Regions from separate parts of the Zea mays genome. Here region 2 is linked to region 1. The links are chromatin contacts, called in public Hi-C maps. All regions are on one chromosome and are shown on one strand. The core of a region is the stretch at or near the end of the contact, and the rest is flanking DNA. Distances in the headings are between cores, read along the strand shown. Region 1 holds the start of LOC542555 (elongation factor alpha 5). Region 2 has its middle 32 kb from the start of LOC100277324.

Region 1 (5,244 bases), core at 2,065-4,564:
ATGCACCATATAATCATAGACCGATCAACACTATCGATCGGTCACGGCAAGAAGGTCGGTATACTAATACCCGACCAAATGAGCCCCACAGCCCAGGATCCGGTGGTCTACCACCGGGTGCAATGGAAAAAATTAGGGAAGAGATGACTGAACTATTTCGAGATAAGTTCGAAGTTAATGTAGCCAGAGTAGGGCAATCATACCAAAAGCCATATAATCACCGGTTTGACACTGTCCCATATCCACAAGGGGCAAGGATACCGGAATTTTCTAAGTTTTCTGGTGAGAATGGGAGAAGCACATACGAACACATAGGCCAGTTCCTAGCACACCTAGGCGAATTGGCTGATGGAGAAGCATTTCGTGTTCGGTTATTTTCTTTATCGCTTACTGGTACTGCTTTTGCATGGTACGCCGCCCTGCCTCCTAATTCCATTAATTCCTGGAATGAGTTAGAAAATAAATTTCATGAACATTTCTTTGTCGGGGAATATGAATTAGGATTAGCTGACTTAGCTTCAGTCCGACAAGGACGCGAAGAATCGGTTAATGATTATATCCGGAGGTTCCGGGACACTAGAAACTGATGCTTTCGGATCCATGTTGCAGACAAAGAGCTAGCAGGGCTAGCTTTTAATGGGTTGCTATCCTACTTAAGAGACAAATTAGATGGAACCCAGTTCTTTTCGATAGCCCAGCTACATCAGCGGGCTTTAGCCTGTGAAAGCCGATTTAAAGAGACATCAAAATCGGCTGCCCGTACTATACATCTAATAGAGCGTGATAGTTCAGATGATGAATCCGCAGATGTATATATCGCTGAGTTTATTTGGCCAACAAAGGCCAAATCTTCAACATGTTCTTCCTTACAGCCGGTTCAAAAGAATCAGCAAGAAGAGATTAAATTCACTTTTAATGTTGCCAAATGCGATAAGATATTTGATGAGCTACTTAAAAATGGCAACATTAAATTAACTCATAATATCCCTCCTATAGATGAATTAAAGAGGCGTGCTTATTGTAAGTGGCATAATTCTTTCTCTCATGCCACCAATGACTGTAATGTTTTTCGTCGACAGGTACAATCGGCCATAAATGAGGGCCGGTTGGCTTTTCAGGAAATGCAAGTGGACACACAGCCATTTCCTGTTAATACAATAGATATCACATGCAAAAAGATCTTAGTTCGGCCCGAAATGGCCGATAAAGGCAAAAGCAAAGACATCATCATTGGTAGTCCTCGCACGTCGAATATATCACAAAAGGAGATTGTTCGAAAGGCTCCGGACGATAAGGCTAAAAAGTCCGGAGGCACTGGGGGGCAGGCACAATCAATGAGCCAAGCACGACAGCCTGGCCTGAACACCACAGACGGTATGGCACCTACGTGCGGGCGGTTTGGTGCTCAGACAGACAGTTCGGCTACCTCTGCCGGACAATCCGCCTATGCCCAAAGACGTCAGCCTCCACACAAAATCTTAAAAGGGAAGGAGACACAACGACAAAGCACAAATGGTCGGCTGATCAAAGCTGACTCTAATGATGATCAGTTGCTCTCCAAGAATACTAGCGAGAAGACCGTTCTACGTGATCGGTCAACGAAGAAACCTCGGTCATCTGCTAAAACGAAACAGGTAAACAAAACGGTCCGAAAGGCGACACAACAAGCATCGCCTATTTATCCTATGAGACCAGGGTACTTTCCACCCGTTTACTCATCGTCGGTATATTATCCTGTTCAAACATGGAATGATACGATGCTGAATCCATGGTACATGTATAGTCCCTTTGTCTATCCATACTGGGGGGCACCTCCATTCTATTCCTTTTGATTCAGTGATCAAACGGTCATGGCCGAGAAAGATAAGATCTGAAACGGCCTTTATACATTGGTGCTTTATTAAATGATCTTAATATTGAAAAGCCGGTGACTTACATCAGGTTTAGTTCATATGCTTTTGGTTCGTCAACCTTCACCAAAAGGCAGGGGGGCATATGTTGGACACCAAATGTGTCTCGCGGACGGTCCGGCCCTGAGGCCGGACGGTCCGCGGTCCGGACTGTCCGCGGTGGTGGCGCGGACGGTCCGCGCGTGCGCAGAATCAGTTAGGGTTCCTAGTTTCTCGCGGGATTGGTTACCTAAAACCACGGGATTAACTCGGAAATCAGTTGGAAGCGGATCCAGACCTCCCCCTTTATATAGATGAAGGGCTACGGCCGATTGAACCCCCATCAATCGAACAAATCAAGTCTATTTCTCGTTTTTACCTTACACATTAGGAATAGTTCTAGTCTAGTTCTAGTTTAGCCTCTCAATCTCCAAATTCTCCGCCTCTCTTCGACTCTACGTCGATTAGAGGAGTCTAGGTCGGCCTGCCGAGCCTAGACAACACCTAGGATCTCTCCTCCCCGACGGGGTCCCTCCCGGGAGCGAGATCCAGGCGCCGCCGGCGACCTTCGCCACCCCCTGCGCACGCGCGGACCGTCCGGCCGTCAGGCAGGGAACCTTTGCCCTGCTCCAGGTCGCGGACCGTCCGGTCCCTAGTCGCGGACCGTCCGCGCCTGTGCAGAGAGCACCGCCGCCGGTTCTTGTTGAGTGTTTGGCACCCGAAAAAGGTGTCAACACACGAATATCGAGAGAAGGGGCCACCTGGCGCTTGTGCTTTCCACCAACACAGTACCAGGGAGAGGAGGGTTAAGCAAGTACCGTTGTAGCAATACAAGGCCCCTAAACAACTACAGGAGGGGCGGGCTGATGCATCCGTTGAAGCCTGTACAAGAGTCGCTCATGTGGGTCATGTTTTATTTAAAGCCATGTTTCACGTGTTAATGTAAAGTATATACTTGCAAAGTTCAGATATATAATAATATATATGGTATGTTTGGTTCGCTGTCTAATTCATCATACTTTACCTAACTTTTCTGTCTAAGGTATTAGAACATGTTTGATTTGCTTTCTAACTTATTACACTTTGCTTAACCTTTTTAAGTAAGGTAAGTTTTTCAATTCGGCCGACTAATCATAAACAAAATTTAAACATAGTTAGCCGTGAAACAAATAGACCATAGAATCAAACAGATCATAGTTTTTTAATTCTAACGACTAAAATTACAAAATACGACGCCACCAATAAATAAAACATGTCATCATTCATTGACTCATTTATATACAGGCCTCTCTATCGCTCCGTTTATGGGCCCTGGGCCACCATTCGAGAGTCCATTGATGGGCTGGCCGGCCTACGCCGACGCACTTATATAAAAGCCCCGAACCCTAGAGGCCAGCAGCACATTCTTCCCCGAGTCGCCGTCGTCTGCTCCGGGCTGCTGTTCTGCGCCTCCACAAGGCTTTGGCCTCTGTTGTAAGGTAGCATTTCTTCTCGTGTTTTCGTTCTCCCTCGCTCGAACTCTTTTATTAGCTGCTTGATGCGATAGAGACTGGATCAAGGTTGTACTCTGTCGCCTTGTCCCTGTAGTCTGTCCTCGGTTAGTCTGTTTGCGATTAATGATAGCTACTGCGCGGTCTTGCTTGCTATCTTGTTTCGACTGGATCAAGTGTCAGATCGAATTTTTTTAGGTGTATAGCTGCTGTAGTATCTGCTTTTTATGTCTTTGTAGTTCATGTGCAGTAATAGTTGCAACCTCATGTTACGACCAAATATCTTACCTGGTTTATAAAGTGTCAAAATTTTGAATTTGTTTTACTAGTCATCTAAATTCTGCGTACAAACTTAGTTTGCTCGTTTTATGTTTCCAGGGTTGCTTATACTATATTGTTTGCTCTGTAGATCTGCTTTATTTCCACCCTACTAATGTGTACCAGGCCTTTTCTAAGCTGGTCACAGTGGTTGCAACTTCAGATCGATATCTAAGCTGATCACTGTGTTTGCGACTTCAGATCGAGATTCTGATCCTTTAGTATTGTGTGATTTTTACTGGTGTTTCTAATAATCGATTCATCCGGTGTAACAGTTTTAAGCTTCACCTCCAGCCATGGGTAAGGAGAAGTCCCACATCAACATTGTGGTTATTGGCCATGTCGACTCTGGCAAGTCAACCACCACCGGCCACCTGATCTACAAGCTTGGAGGCATTGACAAGCGTGTGATTGAGAGGTTCGAGAAGGAAGCCGCTGAAATGAACAAACGGTCCTTCAAGTACGCTTGGGTGCTTGACAAGCTCAAGGCTGAGCGTGAGAGAGGTATCACCATTGATATCGCTCTGTGGAAGTTTGAGACCACCAAGTACTACTGCACTGTCATTGATGCCCCTGGACATCGCGACTTCATCAAGAACATGATCACGGGTACCTCCCAGGCTGACTGTGCTGTCCTGATCATTGACTCCACCACTGGTGGTTTTGAGGCCGGTATCTCTAAGGATGGCCAGACCCGTGAGCATGCTCTCCTTGCTTTCACCCTTGGGGTCAAGCAGATGATTTGCTGCTGCAACAAGGTATGCTATCAGGAATAACTGTTTCACTCTTCATTAATTAAGACTCTAGCATATTAGTATGTGAGATGTATATAGAGTTTGATGCTAATGTAATAGGTTTTGAGTTGTATAAAGAGTTTGCCAAGTAAAATAGTCGCTAGAGCTTTCATTAACCTTCTGTTTCTTCCATTTTTAGTAGCTAATTAACTTTATAACCTTCATTTCTTTGCTACTCTGGTCTGTATCTGAAAGATTTTATCTATTTTTCATATAAGTCTCACATTCAATTGTTCTGGTCCAAGCTTATACCATGCTCTTTCTCTGGAGAATCAAGCTAATGTTAATCAGTGTTTTAAAGGTGTCGCCTATGTGTCTAGGCGCCATGCCCACCTTACTCGCCTAGGTGCCGCCTAGGCGTCCAGGCGGCGGTCCAACGCCTTGTCTCACCTTACCGCTTTAAGAACCATGATGTTAATGTTATTTTACGTTGGTGTTGTATTTTTAGATGGATGCGACCACTCCCAAGTATTCCAAGGCCCGTTACGATGAGATTGTGAAGGAAGTTTCATCCTACCTCAAGAAGGTTGGATACAACCCTGACAAGATTGCCTTTGTCCCTATCTCTGGTTTTGAGGGTGACAACATGATTGAGAGGTCCACCAACCTTGACTGGTACAAGGGTCCAACCCTGCTTGAGGCTCTTGACCAGATCACCGAGCCCAAGAGGCCTTCAGACAAGCCCCTGCGTCTGCCCCTCCAGGATGTGTACAAGATTGGTGGTATTGGAACTGTTCCGGTTGGTCGTGTGGA
Region 2 (5,214 bases), core at 2,621-5,120, 120 kb after region 1:
GTCACTTTGTGGTTACAATTCTGCAAACTTACTGTTATTATCACCAAATATACAGTCAATCATCAGGATTTAGCCTGATACGCGCAACAATATGTTAGCCATAAAAACAAAATACTTTAGGGCTCATGCACACCATTTGTCGTTTGGAGCAAGTAGTTGACTTCAGATCAACAAGGACAATGACCATCAGGTCTAGTGCTCACAAGAACATTCATTGGTTGCATTGTGCTTTCAAGCACATAGGAGAATTTACACATATATAATGGTGGTAAAGTGCACGGCATCAGGCCAATGCTGCCAAGCAGAGATTTTTATATGCAGAGATATATAGTCCAGCTCGTTTTTATCATTGCCCAAGGGTTACCCAATTACTCACACCATTCTGAAATTGGGTATCGATTTATGCAATATTTTTAGGTATTATAATTTTGAGAGAGAACTTATAACAACAGTCAAATATTTGTTGTGTAGGCTGCCAACAGGGCAAACTTTTCTCCTCATATTACACACCAATTTGTTCTATAAAGCATTATTTCGATCTCTTCATTGTTCAGCAAAAAAGAGAAACTTTGGAATAGAACATACAAGGCCAAGAATTCGTTTTATCTGGGAAAAACCACCTGATTGCTAAGCTTTCGATTAAGCAAATGGTGATAACTGCTTGGCAAGACCGAAAAAATACCAATATCCGTTTGGGACTAGTCTTCAACAACAGATAATACTGATCTCATATGAAGTAGTCATCAAGACAATGGAGAATACATCTGGTCTCCATAAGATCTTCATATTTCTATCACAAATTACCATCACCAATAGCTTAGTGGTCAAGAATTATGGATCTTCCGGCGCCAAGGACCAATGACATATTAATGCCCAATTTCACTTCAAGCTTTGTGGTAATATGGGATTTCATGGCTATTTTCTACTCTTCTTACTCCTGGTAGATCGGAGATATATTACGGTAAGCATTTCAAAGGGTGGAATTCAATGTAGTTCTGCTACATAAACTCCAGGTATATGCCCAATTAGGACTGACCTTTCCATTTAGCTTAAAGCTATACCATACCAATCAAAGGACCATGCCAAGTCAATTTAGTGACTATAAGTATTTATAATTCTGAGAGATGTATGCAACACAAGCATAGAGGTTCTAGACAGGACGAGTAAAGTGGTTCGACGGGAACACACAATGGTTTTTTTCACACCAACATAGTGAAATTTTTCTCAGAATAACCTCTCGGTATACTCACAACTTCGTGTTGCTGGCGATTACATGTCCTTTTATCTCATAGTTTGCTTCATGCCATTTGCGACAAAGAGAGCAATGTGCTTACATCTGGTTGAGCAATGTATGGCTAAGATTTATAGTCTTAAATCATTTGGTAAGGTCTTTTGCTTACTAATAGAATCCCAATTTGTGATGTTTTCTGTGCCAAAAATGCTTTCATGCATTAATATTGAATTTCTTCAGGTTACTTCGGGTAAAACTTTATGCACGAGGAGAGAGCAGAGATTTAACTTATCCGTGTTTCATTGTATTTCGATTTCCAAGCACTATAGAGCTTGATACAGCTGTTATGGCCACTTGGCAATATAAATAAATATATGATGCCACACAACACAATCAAATAAAATATATAGACAAATAAAATTGTTTACGAAGGTTGCGTATAATGTGACTTTAGGGGGCTTGAACAACCTATCACAATCCACGCGAGTACAAGTTCTAGTGTATCTCGCGTCAACGCGTGTGTGGCCATCTGGGCTACGACAACACAACAAGCTTTCGTAACAAGCGCAACAGGCGCAATTGTGACTCAATAGTCGGGGTACATGACAAGTCCATAAAACATGCACAATAGGTACAATTGTGGCTCGATGATCACAACAGACAAACAATGCCTACAGGGCGTGCGAAAAATACGTGACTCGATGATGGCGGTCCGACTCAACGAGAGTGATCCGATTAAGCGAGAGTGCGACATAGCAATCAAATGACACAACCAAGTTCGTACGACACAAATACTGCATCGTGTTGCCAGGGCGCAGCAAGTGCTCAGCCAATGCCATAACTCGATCGATTAATAACGTAGTCTGATCGACGTGTCTGAGTACCCACTATACAATTTAATCGCTCGACGTGAGTCCAAAAGCTCAACACATCATAAATATTTAGAGCGGTTCACGTATACACCATATAGTCTTTACATGCATTTTAATAATTTTCTGCTAAATATCTACTACGAGAAATAAAGCAGAAATATAATAGTAGAATTAAAGCATAAGCAGATCAGGTGTATGAAAGGCATTTTCTCATATTCAAGCATATATTTTTCTACTAATTATTTACTGCGGGAAATAATTGATTAAGGTAGAAACTGCAATGTAAAACAAAATTTTATTCTATTTGTTATGTTCAGCAGGAAAATAGAATAAAATAGTATGGCACATGCAACTGCTTTCAAAACATGTATAAATTCAACCACAATTTATAAAAAAATTGTAAAGCACATTAAGATCCTATTTTTTTCTCTCCTTCCACGAATCTGTTTCTACGCGCACAATACATCTAATCCACTTTTTCGTTTTCTATTGAGCTGCCATTTTCAGATCGTATTGCATGCAGATGCAGCCATGCAGTGGACGCATGCAACTGCTTTCTCCGCTGCTACAGGACATCATGCAACCGTTTCTTTTTTTTGTTTTTCTCAGCCGCACGCTTAGTTAAAGAAATGGGCCCACTTTTTTTTACTCGGCAATCAAGGAGCGCTGCATGCACGCATGCATCTGCTGCACTCTCTTTTCCAGCGTATTTTTCTCCGCGAACATAGATCGGAAAGTAAATAACACATCCAATCTCAAATTTCATACCACTAGGTTACGTAGAGGAATCGAGGGCTGTCGCGTAGGACAGTTCGGCTAGGCCAGGACCTGCCGGCTTGACGATGAGTTGACGCAGATCTGATCCCACAATAACGTCGAGGTAGAGCGTGCTGATAACGTGTTGAGAACTACGTTATCACGGATCACCAGATCCGCTCCCTTCCCTCCCGTTAGCAGTAAAGGCGCAAGAAGATGTAGAGAACCCGTCTCCCTTCCCATAAACACGTTAGATGAAACACACGAGACACTGTATATAGGGTTGGACCTCTGGCTTCTTTCTGATCTCTATTCCATATGAGGGGTACAAGTTCTATATATAGAGACGTGATCGCCCTCAGGGGCATATTCGGTATTTGCCCACATAACCCTTCATTAGGGTTTCTCAACACCTTTCGGGTTATAGTTAGAGATGTCCAAATGGGCCGCCCGGCCCGGTCCGGCTCGGGCCCGGTGAAGCCCGACCCGTTTTGGGCCCGGCCCGCCAGGCACAGTTAGAAAACCGGGCCTGGTCGTCTAGGCACGCGGGCTCAATTTTCTATCCGAGCCTGGCCCGCAGCGGGCCTAAACAGGCCGGGCCGACCCGTTTAGCATGAAAAAAGCGGGCTATGCGGGCCGGTAAGCACATTTTAGTATAAAAAAGCGGGCTTAACGGGCTTAGAGCTAAACGGGCCGTGCCGGGCTAGCCCGCCGTGCCTAGTTTCTTGTCCGAGCCCGGCCCGCTTATTCGTGCCGGCCCGGCCCGGGCCCGCATAGAACCGGACCGTGCCGGGCTCGGACCGAACCTAAACAATGGGCTTCGTGCCGGGCTCGCGGGGCTCGTGCTTATTGGACATCTATAATTATAGTGAGTGACGCGTGGGGCTCGCTTGTCGTTCTCTAGTTTCCCTTTCTTCCTTCCCCAGTCCCCTGGCTCGCAGAGCCACCAGCCCACCACCACCATGGCGATTGGCGAGCAATGCGTCTGCCAACGGCCTGCTGGGCCTCCATCTTTTCTTTCATGGGCGCCCGTCCGTCCAGATTGGGCCATCGGCCAGCCTGAATACGATTCCAGCATGGGCCGGGAACCTGCCGCTGTTTATTCTTTCGGTGAGCCATCATGGCTCGGACGCACGGTGACACTCACAGTCGCATCGCATATTTGAGGTTCCTACGGAAGGGAAGGGAAGCTCCAAAAACCACCGACTGTGCGTTGGGTTGGCCAACAGCGGCACAAGTCCGCCGTCGTAGGAAGTAGCTGCTGCAGCAGGCCTGCAAGTGCGGCACAATTCGTCAGTTCTTTTTTTTTCTCAATCTTTCCCAGGTCAACAGAGTGGCAAGTACACGAGTATGTACATGTACATATACGCATATTAATAAGTGACAGAATAGAAAGGTCTTGGCAGTCTGCATACCACTGCTATGAAGCATTACATTACCACTCGTTATTTGTTTCTGGCGCGTCGTACATGTAATCTTGCCTTTGCATACACAGATCACATACGCAGAGACGAACATTCACGCATATATACCATGCACGTAGATTGCTACACGACGGGATCCATCACACATTCACATGTCGACGTTGCAGCTCGGGTCACCAAGAAGCGGCGCCAGGGGCACACCGCCGGCGGCGCCGCCGTTCCCGATCCCGATCTTGCGGACGCCGATGAGGAGGTCGCAGCGGGCGTAGAGCGAGCGCCACCCCCGGTGGAACGGTTCGTGCACGAACCGGACGCGGCCGAGCAGCACCACCCGGAGCGGCAGCACGGCGTTGGCCACGTCCGCCGCCAGCGCCGCCGCGGCGTCGGGCGACACGGGCACGGGCGCCGCGACGCCCGCCCCCAGCACGGGCGCCGCCGCCACGGCGGTGCCGGCGTCCTGCGCCAGCGGGGGCATGGGCGTCGGCGCCGTCACGGCCTCCCCGCGGTACGCCACGTACGCCGCCAGCCGGTCGTACCGCGCCGCCGACCGCCCGCTCGGGTTGCCGAGCACCAGCGTGAACTGGAACGACGCGGCCAGCGCGGTGGCCGGCGCCGGGCCCGCGCCCGCGCCCGCGGCGACGTTGGCGGTGGCGTTGTACAGCGCCAGCACGGCGGCCGAGGTGACGGCGAAGGTGGGGTGGGACGGGCGGTACACGACGTAGAGCACCAGCAGGGTGATCCCCGCGGCCAGGAGCAGGACGAGGACGGCGAAGCAGAGGGCGCGGACCGCGCCCCCGCCCTCGCCCCCGCCGTAGTAGTAGCTGTACCGGGGGCTGCGGCGCCACCAGCCCGGCTTCAGGTCGTCGGCGCGGACCCCCTTCCTCCCGCCTCTGTGGTGGTCCGCGTGCTCCGGCGGGAGGTGGTGCTCGGC

The links. A called contact is a pair of places that touch in the nucleus more often than the background predicts.
Region 2: a contact with region 1 is called in a Hi-C map of leaf, with 4 times the contacts expected there. The contact joins the enhancer-like site here to the promoter of LOC542555 in region 1. A contact is called at or near these places in 6 of 25 Hi-C or Micro-C datasets (all in leaf).

The regions. Positions count from the first base shown.
Region 1 is chr6:148,459,474-148,464,717 of Zm-B73-REFERENCE-NAM-5.0, forward strand. LOC542555 (elongation factor alpha 5) reads left to right here and starts at 3,315. Exons shown (of 3, transcript NM_001351749.1): 1 at 3,315-3,367; 2 at 3,973-4,455; 3 at 4,940-5,244. The coding sequence starts at 3,994.
Region 2 is chr6:148,582,276-148,587,489 of Zm-B73-REFERENCE-NAM-5.0, forward strand. No RefSeq gene overlaps it. Among protein-coding and RNA genes, the nearest start is that of LOC100277324, 32 kb to the left of the region's middle. Within about 2 kb of position 3,871, at least 17 of the 20 cell types and tissues checked have an H3K27ac peak or open chromatin away from gene starts, as enhancers often do. A contact at or near this core is called in leaf, where this site is marked.